Regions from separate parts of the Mus musculus genome. Here region 1 is linked to region 2. The links are chromatin contacts, called in public Hi-C maps. All regions are on one chromosome and are shown on one strand. Each heading gives the region's core, a stretch centred on a gene start, on an enhancer-like site or on the middle of the called end of the contact. The rest is flanking DNA. Distances are from core to core; before and after follow the strand shown. Region 1 overlaps Dpp6 (dipeptidylpeptidase 6). Region 2 overlaps Dpp6 (dipeptidylpeptidase 6).

Region 1 (5,819 bases), core at 3,219-5,718, 130 kb before region 2:
GTAAACCATGTAAAAGATATACCGATGCCTGAGAACAGGCCTAGCCAAAGAGGCAGCTTGGGCTCAGTGGCTCACTCTGACAGAGAGAACTGAGTACTATCTGTGTGCTCATGGTAAGCTCAGGAACACAGTGCATATGCCAAAGCTCCAAGCTGCAATAGTCATCTACACACATGTCTATGCAACAGACATGTGTCTCTAATAGGCACAGCGACAGAGCTCAGGTTCTGTGGGAGGAGCCACCGAGAGCTGCTTCTGTTATCTGAGGACAAAGGAAGCCTTCTCAGGAATTATTTTCAACCAGCTAAAATGTGTATTCTGTTTTTTTCTTTTTAAAGCGCAAAGTTAGTAGTGATGACAGATTGGAATAAAGGAAATACAGGGAAGCTAGCCCTAAGTCCCTGCAGAGCTCAAGTAGGAATTCGAAAGCACATCAATGGCAGGCAGTCTGGGAGAACAACACAGCTATAGCCAAAGCTCTGGGATCTCACAGCCATGGAAGAACTGTCTGTGTGACTGCATACCCCTCCACCCAAGAGAACTTGATGGAACTGCTAGCTCATAGGTTTGAAGTCTATGGCACAGAAACTGACTTGTCTGCTGGAAGATTCTACCATTTTTTAAATTTTTTTTTAATTTTTATTTTTTTAGAACAGTTCAGCATGTACAGATTCCCCTTAACCTGCCTGGCCATTCCTTTTCGTTTCTAAAGGCAGAGCTGAGTGCTAGGAGACTGAGCTCACAGGATCAGGGGCTTGCAATCTGACAAGGGCCTGAGAGAGTCCTGTTAAGAGAGTATATGGAAGAGTGCATGGACCAAGGCTTCTGGGATGTGGGGAAAGTCCAGGGGTTGCCAAGGTCATGGTATCACCATAGATTGCAACCCAATGCAGAAGCCCCGTTGCTAGGGTTCTGCTGTGTTTCTCAGCACCCATCTCCTTTATGCCACACATTGGCAAATTGTCGGGGTCAGAAGCAGTCAGGCTGAGAATAATTAACACAACTGGAGCAATCTAGAGGGAAGAGCCCATCCTAACAGACAGGAGCTGAGCCACAGCAGGGCCAATTTGGGTGATGCCTGACATGATGAGGCCCACAGCAAGTGTCCTTTCCTGACTTACACAGCTGGAGATGCTGGGACTGTAGTCATTAGCAGCTGATGCTGCTCAGGGCTGAAATTAGCCAGTAGAGAAGGGGTGCTGGGAAAGTCATGGAGAAGAATACAGCAGAACTCCATCGGAGCAGAGAGAGTGAATTTGGAGTTAACAACAGTGAGATTGTAGGATGTAACAGGGCAGGCTGATGGAGTTTAATGTGTTAAGGTGTTTAGATCATTCTCTAACCACTGGCTTTTCCAGTCATGCTGGGCAGTACTAGTACAGTACTGGTTCCTAGTATTTAGTGCATTACTAGTACTAGTACTTAGTGCACTATTTATACCTAGTGTACTACTAGTACCTAGTACAATAGATAGTATAGTATTGGTACTTAGTAAATACTAGAGTGCCGACTATAACACTGGAACTGGGTACATTCGGTATGAGTACCCAGCACAGCACTGGTACCTAGAAGTCATAAGATTTTAGACTAACAATGCCCTGAGAGCTTCTTCCAGCACTTCTAAAGGTTTGTAGGAATTTGCCTTAGAGCAGTAGTGTGGTGAATAAGAATTAGAATTCACAGAGATATAAAACCTTGACCCTTTCATTAGTCATTAGAAACCTGGCTGTCTATGTTTCTGTTTATGGAAAAGATTAATTCCAAAGAGGTCAGGTCATACCACCCTCTTAGTGGAGTTCAAGCCTCTATACTTCATGGCATTGGAAAGGATAGAAACCACTGGCTAAGGTGAAATTCTAATCTGGACTATCAAAAGCACGACTTCTCAAAAGAAACCCTTTATAATCAGTGTGCTCTGTCAATTGCTTCTTGTGTGTCTGAAATCCCACAATTGCCTGCTGTTGACTGAGCCAAGAGTCTTGGAGTCAGGAAGCTACCTGGCCATTATGCCTTCTCCCCATTGTGTGCTACTGAGCCTCTGCCCTCATCTTGGAACACTTGGTACTGGGTGGGTGAATCATGGTGTGTCTCCATGTGTCCTGCCTATGAAGGTGGCTGCAGAGGTGGCAGAGAGGCAAGCAGTCTGCCTGGAAATTGCATCTGCTCTGCCTCTGGGGAGTCACAGCCTGCCTACCTTTCTCATGCTGTTCCCAGGATGGAATATGCTTATGTTTAGTGAGACTGAGAAGTTCCTTAGTACTCTCTCAAGCAAAGCTGCTTCCTAGCTGGAAACCACCATGCCTGAAGATGAACTGCCACCCCACCATCAACCCACCCATGTGGGGCAGCTTTGGAATCCACACCTGATACCCCAACCAGAGCAGGACCAAGCAGGTCACCCTCAGTTCTTCCTTTGAATTTTCTTGGGGTGACTGGAGAAAGGTGTTTCTTGCAAAAGAAAATATCCTTAACAATCTGGCTAAGAAGTGAAGTGTTTGGCCAGCATGCAGAGCCTGAGACCTCTTTATGATGCTTAAGGTCCCTTCAGTCCATACATGTGGCATCCTACTCCACATCTGGACTCACTTCATATTTGGCCTCAGCACATATGAAGTGTTCCACAGAGGCAATTTTTGGGAAGAAGGGGCATTAGCCAATGTCAATGTCAATCCTCAATGTCAGACAGTGTCACCTGAGTCCCTAAATGTCCACTGAGAAGAAAGATTCATTGTTGTGTTGGGAGTATAGCTCCGTATACATGGAGCCAGAGTTTCCAAGCTATGTACAGAGCCACTCCCACATCATTGGAGCATTCTCCAGTTGAGCAAAGACCAGGTGGAGGGCATGAGGTTAAAAAGATACACAAAGAAAGGTGTGTGTGTGTGTGTGTGTGTGTGTGTGCACATGCACACTCTAAATGACACAGCTGCTTTGAGTAACACTTTAGACATTTTTTAATCAAATTATCCACATATTAATTATATATTCCAGCTGGTCTACTTGAAGGCATTTACCCAAAAGAAAAGAAGATATATGTCCATATATAAACACTCAAAGCAGATTCACTCATAACAGCCTCCAATGGGAAACAACTTAGATGTCAATCAGAGGTTGTATGGATGAAAATTGGGTAAATATACATAGTGGGTCACAGGTACCTGCTCCAACATGGGAATCTCAAAGAAGGAATCTCCTCCAGGAAGAGAGTGAAACACACATGATACAACTCCATGTGCACACATTCTAGAGAGGCAGAGGGAACCATGCCTATGGCTCATGCCTGCAGTCTAGCACCTAGGAGGCCAAGGCAGGAGGAATACTGTGAATGTGAGGCCAACCCAAACTAAAAAGCCATTTCCGGGACAGTCTGGGATACAGACAGAAACTCTGTTCCAATAAGTGACATCAAAGAAAAGGGGAGGCAAGATGACATGGTGGTTGCCAGGAAAGGCCAGAGGGGTAGAAAGGGTATGTGGCACTTTGGGATGCAAATGTTCACACCTTGGCCACGGGTGATGCATCTATTGGGTTAACATCTGAAGGTGCAATCAGAGAGGTAAATTCTGCTGCAAGCAAATGGTGCTAGTCACCCAGTCACCCCATCACTGGACACACAGAGTTTATGTGGTGGACTCTTTATCCACCAGTCCCCCAACCCATCTTCTATATAGATTGTTTACCCACAGCCTGGTCAAGGCTGTCCTTTATGTTTACTCTAAGCCAATGCTGAAAAATGGTTGCTATTGGAGAGACAGAGACAGAGACAGAGACAGAGACAGAGACAGAGACAGAGACAGAGACAGAGACAGAGACAGACAGAGCAAGAGAGAGAGGAGACAGAGACAGAGACAGACAGAGCGAGCGAGAGAGAGAGAGAGAGAGAGAGAGAGTCTCCTGCTAGGAATAGTCCAAAATACTGAAAGGAAAAGGAAAGTGTCTAAATCAATATGAAATGCAACAGCTAGCAAGAGGTATGTGACCTTCCACTGTGTGTCCAGCACTTGCTTGGCACTCAGTTATATTGTGACCATATGGCCATATGGGGACATCACCTGATGCAGAGTAGCATTGATCTATAGTCAGATCTGTTGATAGCTGGCTTTGGGGACACACATACAGCTCTCTTTCGGGAGACTGACATACATGTGCCTCTTACTTTGCACAACTTAAAACCTGTCATGTGATTCCTCACACTAGAAAGAGATCAACAGCCCAGAGAGAGAAAACACAGTATCAGACACACTGATTTTTTTTTTTAAGGGAAAGGGTGTTTATCCAGGTTACATCAATAACAGCTGGAAGTTAAGGTATTGGGAGCTCGAAGCAATGGGGGAACATCATATCCATCCATTGTCATATGAAAGCCTTCAATACCAGCACTCAAGGACACACTGACTTACAACAGGTTCCCAGTGCTAAGAATCTGAAATGCAGGCTGAAGTTAAGACTATATCCCACTAGGTGGAGCCTGAGGGAAAGATGAGAGTAGGCAGACCTGGGAAGTTTTAGGAAAGGCTGCCTTGTAGAATGCATGTGCCCCTACAGAGCCTGTACTGGTTTCTACAGATGAAGGTACACACTTCAGATGACCTCATTAACATAAAGCTCTGGATGGAGTAACTGTGTCCAGAGTGGCAGACTCTTTTTGTGCTCACACAGTTGTGGTGGCTGGCTAGTGGTGGCTACAAAGACAAAACATCCTCAAGGAAGAAAGGAGGGAGAAGCAGTTGGCCATAGTCCAGGGCTCACAGAGTGTGGTGAGCTGTCCATGGTTCTGGAAATCTCGGTAGGACTCACCAATGCATGCCGTTTTAAGAATATCTTTCCAGTTTGCTTTCATGTTAGTAGCACTTCTCTAAGGGTAGGAATAATCTAGTGATGCAGGTCCTGGAAGCTTTGATGGTTGCTCGCTTTGCAAAGCTAGAAGTGTGTACTAGGTGGGTCCCAGAGACAAGAAATCTTCAGGGAAACATGCCAAGCTGCAAAGGAGCAGACCTGGATGCTGAGACTTCTCCATATGCCTTAATAAACTTGCTAGCCCTGTCTTTTCTATGCACTGGGCTCAACTCACAATTGGGGACAGATCACCAAGGATTATTTAGGAGGCTGTGGGACACAAGCACTTAACATCTGTCTTCATTTTCTAAGAGAACACCAGCCACCCATTCATAGGCACAATGCGTTTGACCTTTACACTACCAAACCCTCCCATGGTCCATGTCTGCAGGACCCCACACTGCATGAAGACTCCTAACTGAATGTAAGTCTCTCATCTCTACTGTCCTTCATCTACTCCATGCACAAGTGCTAAGTCTTGTTAAGAACTTATACCGCCTTTCCTATGCTCAACATATTTGGAGTGTTCTTATCATGCAGAGAAACCACCCCAGGCTGGAGTTCAAGTGACTCATTCTCCAAGCATATCCTACAATTCTCCTAGCTCTGCAGCTCTCCCTGTGCCTGGCTGCATTCACATCTTCCAGCCAGCATGGACTCCCTGCAGAGGCCAAGCTAGACGATGACTTTACCAGGCCTCCAACGTCATTTCATGCCTTATCTAGTAGAATAAACTCCAAGAAAACTGACTGAGCCACAAGGCTCAGCAATTCAGCCTTCACGTTGAGTTGCGCACAGCCCTCTCTTCCTTCTTGATTTGAAAGGAAGCTTTGTGTATCAGAATCAAGGCTGTCCTTGGAGTTATTTTATCATGTGTTGTTATACAGATTGGTATCTCCTTTCAAACATTTTTTAAAAAAGATTTATTTATTATTATATTTAAGTACACTGTAGCTGTCTTTAGACACCCCAGAAGAGGGCAT
Region 2 (6,425 bases), core at 2,032-4,531:
AGTATCACTGTGCTTTAAGGTTTAAGTACATTGAGTGTTCTTGAGTCTCTTTATTGGAGTATGCTTTCTAAGTATTTTCCAGTGTACAAAGGTCCATTTAAAAAAGTCTCCATCATTCCATTAGTGCTCTAACCTTCAATCACTCAGCTTAAAGTCCTTTTGATAATGAAGATGTGGCATGGCCTCTTGTGCTCACACTGAGAGGCTATAAGGGAAGAAGCCTCAGGAGGTCAGCTGATACATGTGTTCATTTGGAAAGCAATTTCTGCATCTTCTGGAGTCTGTAGTGAACTTGGTGTGGTCTCAAACTCAAAACTTGGGACCTTTAATTTCTAATCTCACAGAGCGCATTTTAAGGAGGCTCTGCCCTTCCCTGTTGGTATGGGATGAGAGTTGGAATTTCCATTTACTGTTTTAACTGACCAGATGGAACAGTTCTAATGGTGCCTTTCCATAGTTACCTCCAGATCAAACCAAGAGACTTCTACAGGGTGTTGGGAGTGACAGGGATCATGGGCCTTCCCCCTTCATAAGCACACTCTCTTAGTAAACTCGTGGTCCTTGAACAGGAACGTCGTCTTGGTCTCCATTAATTTCTCTCGAAGTCTAAGTCTCTTTGAGCCCCAGCCTGCCTCTAAAACTTACTCTGTAGACCAGGCTGGCCTCAAACACACAGAGATCTGCCTGCCTCAGCCTCCTCAGTGCTGCGATTGAAGACGTGCTCCACCTGTGCTATGCCTGGAAGAATCTTTGGGGTTTTTGTTTGTTTGTTTGTTTGGTTTTTTGCTAGTGGCAGCTTTCTTGTTTTGTTTTGTTTTGTTTTGTTTCCTTCAGCATTCTGCATAGAAGAGAACTCAAGAGAAATTACTTTTAAATAGGTTAGTGGCCTAGGGTCAGCCAGTCTATGACGGTGCAGATCCATCTTGCAGGTTTTCAGGGAGCCATGGTTATATAGGTTAAATAGAGGAATTTAGCTATGTGACCATAGTGACATCATCAATGTGATATATTAGTCAAATAAAGTACAAGTGTATACATCAGGAGGATGTTGCTCCCTACAGAACCAGGTGTCCCAAAATTGTGGAATAAATGCCTCAGAGTCTTTTTCTTCAGGTAATGGTACTACCGTAAAGGAGACAGTGAGTAGCTTTAAAACATACAGCTTCATACATATTTAAAAGCTGCTATCTTCAAATAACCCGCTTCTTGCAGCAGAGGAGTTTGTGAAATTTTAAGATATTCTATCAGTTTGTGCAAGTGTCGTTGGGAAGCAGAGAACTCTGGGTACGCTTCAACATCAGGTGCATTGGAGTTGTGGAAAGAATCTATGTGATTCCATAGAGGGAGGAGTCACATCCAGACGGCCCAGGGTGACCTTTGAAAGTCTGAAAAACCAGTCCTCTCTAATACTGTCAAGGTGACTTTCCAAAACCTCAGCAATCGTACAGTGATCTTTGTATAACAATCTGAGGAACATTCACACACACACACACACACACACACACACACACACACACACACACACAGAGGAGAGAGAGAGAGAGAGAGAGAGAGAGAGAGAAAGAGAGACCTATCTTCAGTCATGGGAGAGCATTGGGCATTTTAAGCTGTTTTTTTTTTTTTCCATCTGCTTCTTCTAACTCCTTAGAAGGCTTGCATCCTTACAGCAGTGCATCCTTACAGCAGTGGGGCTATGAAGATGGTAGCCTACAAGCTGCTGGAGGGGGAAAGGGAGCATGCGTGGGGCTCCTCAGATGCCCTCTAGCTGGTTGTCTGCAGTGATTTGACTCCAACCTAAGCTTGGAGTATGATTGTTCTGTGAGCTGACTCAGCCCAGGCTCACTGCAAATGGCCTTTTCCTTGGGGAAGTCCTTGGAAATAACCAGTGACAATTGTTTAACACAGGAATTACTGAAGTGGTGGCAATAGCTGAAGTAATAAGACCTTACTAAAAAATACCTTAAAAAGGAAAAACCAATTCTTTGCAGCAATGAAACCCAAACCAAGACACCTAGAAATCTTGTGAGCAAACTGTCAAAAGACAAAGTGTGAATTCTGTTGGCAGTGAGGGGAAGGTGACCCATCTTGTTTACTGAAGTGTCAATAGGGTTAGCAGCAGATTCTGAATCATTAGCTGTGGTGTTCCTAGGGCAGTGGGATGGGACCCAGAACACTATGGGAAGACTATCAACCAACAGTGGTGTAGCCAGCCAGCTAAGCCTTCAAATAAACTAACATACTTCCAAGTACAAACTAAGAATATTTTATAAAGCCTGTTCCAGCAAGAAATACCAGATCAAAGGAAAACTGCAGACAGTTATCTGCTTAGGAATGTAGCCACAATGCTTCCATAACAATACACCAAGCCCAAGAACCTAAAGACAATTATATACCATAGCTAAGTGAGACTTATTTCAACAATGCAATGGGGGTTTAAGAGAGGCAATCAACCTGGATAATATATAATATTAAGAATGTCTGAGAAGATATCACAGAAAGAAGACCTTAGGGAGACATGGGGATTAAAGGCATCTGGATACTGTGGATGGGATTCCTGTGTGTGTGTGTGTGTGTGTGTGTGTGTGTGTGTGTGTGTGTGTGTCTGTGTGTGTCTGTGTCTGTGTGTGTGTGTGTGTGTGTGTGTGTGTGTCTGTGTGTGTCTGTGTCTGTGTGTGTGTGTGTGTGTGTGTGTGTCTGTGTGTGTCTGTGTCTGTGTGTGTGTGTGTGTGTGTGTGTGTGTGTGTGTGTCTGTGTGTGTCTGTGTCTGTGTGTGTGTGTGTGTGTCTGTGTGTCTGTGTGTGTCTGTGTCTGTGTGTGTGTGTGTGTGTGTGTGTGTGTGTGTGTGTCTGTGTGTGTCTGTGTCTGTGTGTGTGTGTGTGTGTGTGTGTTGGAACATAATAGCTAAAGGTTAAGGAAATGTGAAAAAAGATTACATTTTAGTTAGTCCCATTTGTTAACTGTGGTAAGTGCATCATGCTGATGCAGAAGGCAACATCAGAGAAGCTGGGCGCTGGCATAAGGGAGCGCTGTGCTCTCCATGGCTTTTCTGTGATATACATCAATTCTAAAAAGAAACATTTACTTGTATGGGAGGTCACAGATCTATCCTGCAAAGACTGAGTGAGAGGACCGTGAAGGTAGTGAGAGTGCCTTCCAGCCCTGGGCGTCCATGTCAGGGCAGATGGCGATGTGAGCACGAGAGTCAGCTTGCACTGACATAGTGACGAGTGCCATGCCTGACAGTCCTAGTTCTCTGATGGCAATCTGGGACTGTTCTCAATGCCTGTTTTTAACCACATAAAGAACTTGCTTTTGCATTCTCTCACTTTGACTGCACGGACCAACCTGTGGGCTCTGCAACACATATGGAGGATTTAAAACAGCAAACTTCAAGCTGCAAATGATCTCATTTTAATGGGTTCCACAGCAACGTGAGCAGAGTAGGGGGAAGCCTTCTGTCCATTCACTCTCCTTCTGTCCTTTAAACTATCAAACCCACCTGATTCCTTATTTTTAGTTAAGGAGGGCTAATTTGAGAGGGATTGTTTAATTCACATTTTGAGAAATATGATCCTGAGCTTTGGGGCTGTAATGATCTGTGGGACAAAAAAAAAAAAAAAAAAAAAGTGAGACAAGTGTGATTTTTTTTTTCCCTGCAAAATTAGGTCCTGTCTGTGGGTCACCTGACTTAACCTTTCCTGCACTCCTCCATCACACCTAACTGCATCTCAAAAGATAATTATCAGAGCCTTCAGCTTTGGCAGAAGGCAGAGTTCTTGTGCAAATGATAGTATGTCACATCATTAACATTATTATAAATGACAGGCAGCTAAACTTATACCCAGGGCAACGTTATATATTAATAAGTGAATTAATAAGCCAGTGATCAAGAAATTACATGCCCCGTTGACAAGCTGGATAGTATCTCTCTTCATGACTATTTGCCCAACACATACAACACAAACATCTTCAGTGAGGCCATAGAGCTTTTAAGTGCTGACCTTACAGTCAATTCTCCAGCCAGACTAAAATGTTGCCCTTGCTAAGTGCATCCTTAGCCACTAGAGGGCATTAGTTCATAAAATGCTCTGGGCCTAAAAGGGTACTGAGAGACTGAACAAGGGGACTTGGGAAGCAGATAAAATTCAGCCAAAATGATATTTTATTATTTGTTCTTAAGTGAAGCACATTGGGTCTAAAACCCCGTCTTCCCCACGGACACCGGCACATCAGGAGGGAGTCTGCTTTCCTAGGACAGGAGTCATGATAGATGTGAGGTAGGAGTCGAACCCAGGTCCTTGAGAAGAGCAGCTGTGCGCTTAACTGTTAAGCCATCTCTCTAACCCCTCTCTATGTGAATCTTAGTGAGAAGCTTTTCTGTAGAAAAGAATTGAGACATAAGGCTTAAAAATCAATGGGGGACAAACTGCCCTTTAACGAATATCAAACTAGGAGACTAGATTCTATTTTGTAATTTCTAGTACAAAATTCCAGGGAGATTAACATTTTTAACTGTGTTCTTTGCACCTACCAGAAGCTGAACCACAACTCCCCACCCCCAGATGCTCATTCTTTTCATTTCAAAGTAATACCTGTTCTGTGTGTTTCCATTCATATATGTCATATGTGCAGTCATCCCATACATGTGAGCATGTGGATCTGCATGTATGTGTGTAAATACCTGTAGAGGTCAAAGGTCACGGTCACAGTCAAGCGTTCTTTTCTACCTTGGTTTTGTTCCTTGAGCTCACTAGTATGGCCAGACTGGCTGGCCAGCAAGTGTTCTGTCTCTACCTTCCCAGCAATAGGGTTTTGGACATATTCCAGCATGATCAGCTTTTATGTGGGTACCAGGGAACCCAGCTCAGGTCTCTATGATTGTGCAGCAATTTCTTTGCCACTCAGTCCTTCAAAGCCACATTAAGGACAGCTTCTACCAATCTCTCAGAGCTTCTTTGTGAGTGGTAAGAAGTGGGCTTTGAGTCCCTTCAGATCCACTCAAGGCATGTGTGATGGGCCAGGTCTGAGCAGGCTCTTTGCCTCTTCAAATAGTGAAGCTTACAGTGGAATAGAGGATCCTGTCCTTAGACGGGCATACAGGAGCTTGCATTTTCTGCTGGCTCTGTGCCCACATGCACAACTTCCTTGGCCTTCAGGGGACAGTACTGCTAAAGCTGCCTCCAGGGAAAGTTGCTACAAATCACAGGACCCGCCACCACACGCCAGTTCTCAGTTAGCAAAACCCCTGGGCTCCCGATACCCCTTTGGGTCAAGTTAGTCACAATAAGTGAATCTTTATAACTTTCCTGTTCATTGCTTCTTCATCTTACTTTTCCAAAATTAATTTATCCCTTTTAGGCAGAAAATTTGCTAGCTTGGAGTCTGAGAAAAAGGATTATAGGGAATGCTTTTTAGAGACCCATTTTTGTTTATATTTTTGCTAGAATAAATTAAGTTTGCTAATGTTTATTCCAGAGAGAGAGAGGGGGAGAGAGATTGAAATCCTTAACGGATCATAGGTAGCTCATTAAAATTGAAGATATATACCTGTGAGAATCTTGTCTGAAAATCTGAGACTATGCCTTGTAAAGTGTCTACTATGAGCATGTGTTCTGGCCTGGGCTTCCTATGATCAGGCCCATGGAGAGGGGATTTGCCCTCTTGCAGCAGGTAGATTTCAAATGCTTATTAGCCAAGCCTGCAAGCACAGCTCCAGTGAAAACCTGCTCTCCTGTCTCTTTTCTCCACCTGCTGTTTATGTGTATGTCTTAGATTCCTACCTGAAGCCTTGCCTAAGACATTTTATTTGCCCAGAGATCGCCTCAGAGAACCACTAGGGAACAACAGTCTGTGGCAACATGTTCTTCCCTAGCTTGTATTTGCTGCTTTTTTCTTGACTGTGACCAAATCCTTGATAAGAAGCATCCTAGGAGAGCAAGGGTTTACTTGGCTCACAGTTGGAGGAGTTACAACCACCATGGTTGGGAAAGGCGTGAAGGCAAGAGCTGAGGCAGCTGGTCACATTATACCCACAGTCAAGAAGCAGAGTGTGGGCAGGAAGTGGAATTGAGCTAGCAAACCCCAAGGCTAGCTCTCAGTGACACGCTTCCACCACCAGCAAGATTCACCACTTTCAAAAAACAGCTAGAGACCAAATGTTCAAACACTTGCCAGTGGGAAAGTTTCACACCCAAACCCCAACATAGCTCTTACCAACTGTCTACCCTCATCGCCCAAAGAAAGCAGCAGGCAAGTTGGACCACCTAGAGACCATCAGAGACCATCAGAGCCCCAATGCCCAGAGGAGCATCCTATACATGGAGTCCAATATCTGATGACCTCACTGAGGTCTGGTTTCTGCTAGTCTCTTTGAATATTTTAGCCTTAAGCCAAACCAATTGTGTGGATCAGTATCCGATAAGCCA

The links. A called contact is a pair of places that touch in the nucleus more often than the background predicts.
Region 1: a Hi-C map of cerebellum shows a contact between it and region 2, with 1.9 times the contacts expected there. The contact joins two enhancer-like sites. A contact is called at or near these places in 2 of 39 promoter capture datasets (embryonic stem cells and hippocampal neurons), 20 of 484 Hi-C or Micro-C datasets (the HL-1 cell line, the N1E-115 cell line, brain and 8 more), 4 of 115 datasets of contacts at active chromatin or transcription factors (all in embryonic stem cells) and 1 of 9 other capture datasets (embryonic stem cells).

Annotation. Positions count from the first base shown.
Region 1 is chr5:27,543,845-27,549,663 of GRCm38.p6, reverse strand. All of the region lies in intron 6 of Dpp6 (dipeptidylpeptidase 6), which reads right to left. Among named protein-coding and RNA genes, the nearest start is that of Gm16058, 7.3 kb to the left of the region's middle. Within about 2 kb of position 4,468, at least 22 of the 459 cell types and tissues checked have an H3K27ac peak or open chromatin away from gene starts, as enhancers often do. A contact at or near this core is called in brain and cerebellum, where this site is marked.
Region 2 is chr5:27,414,412-27,420,836 of GRCm38.p6, reverse strand. The region is part of intron 3 of Dpp6 (dipeptidylpeptidase 6); the gene reads right to left. Among named protein-coding and RNA genes, the nearest start is that of Gm52769, 83 kb to the left of the region's middle. Within about 2 kb of position 3,281, at least 8 of the 459 cell types and tissues checked have an H3K27ac peak or open chromatin away from gene starts, as enhancers often do. A contact at or near this core is called in brain and cerebellum, where this site is marked.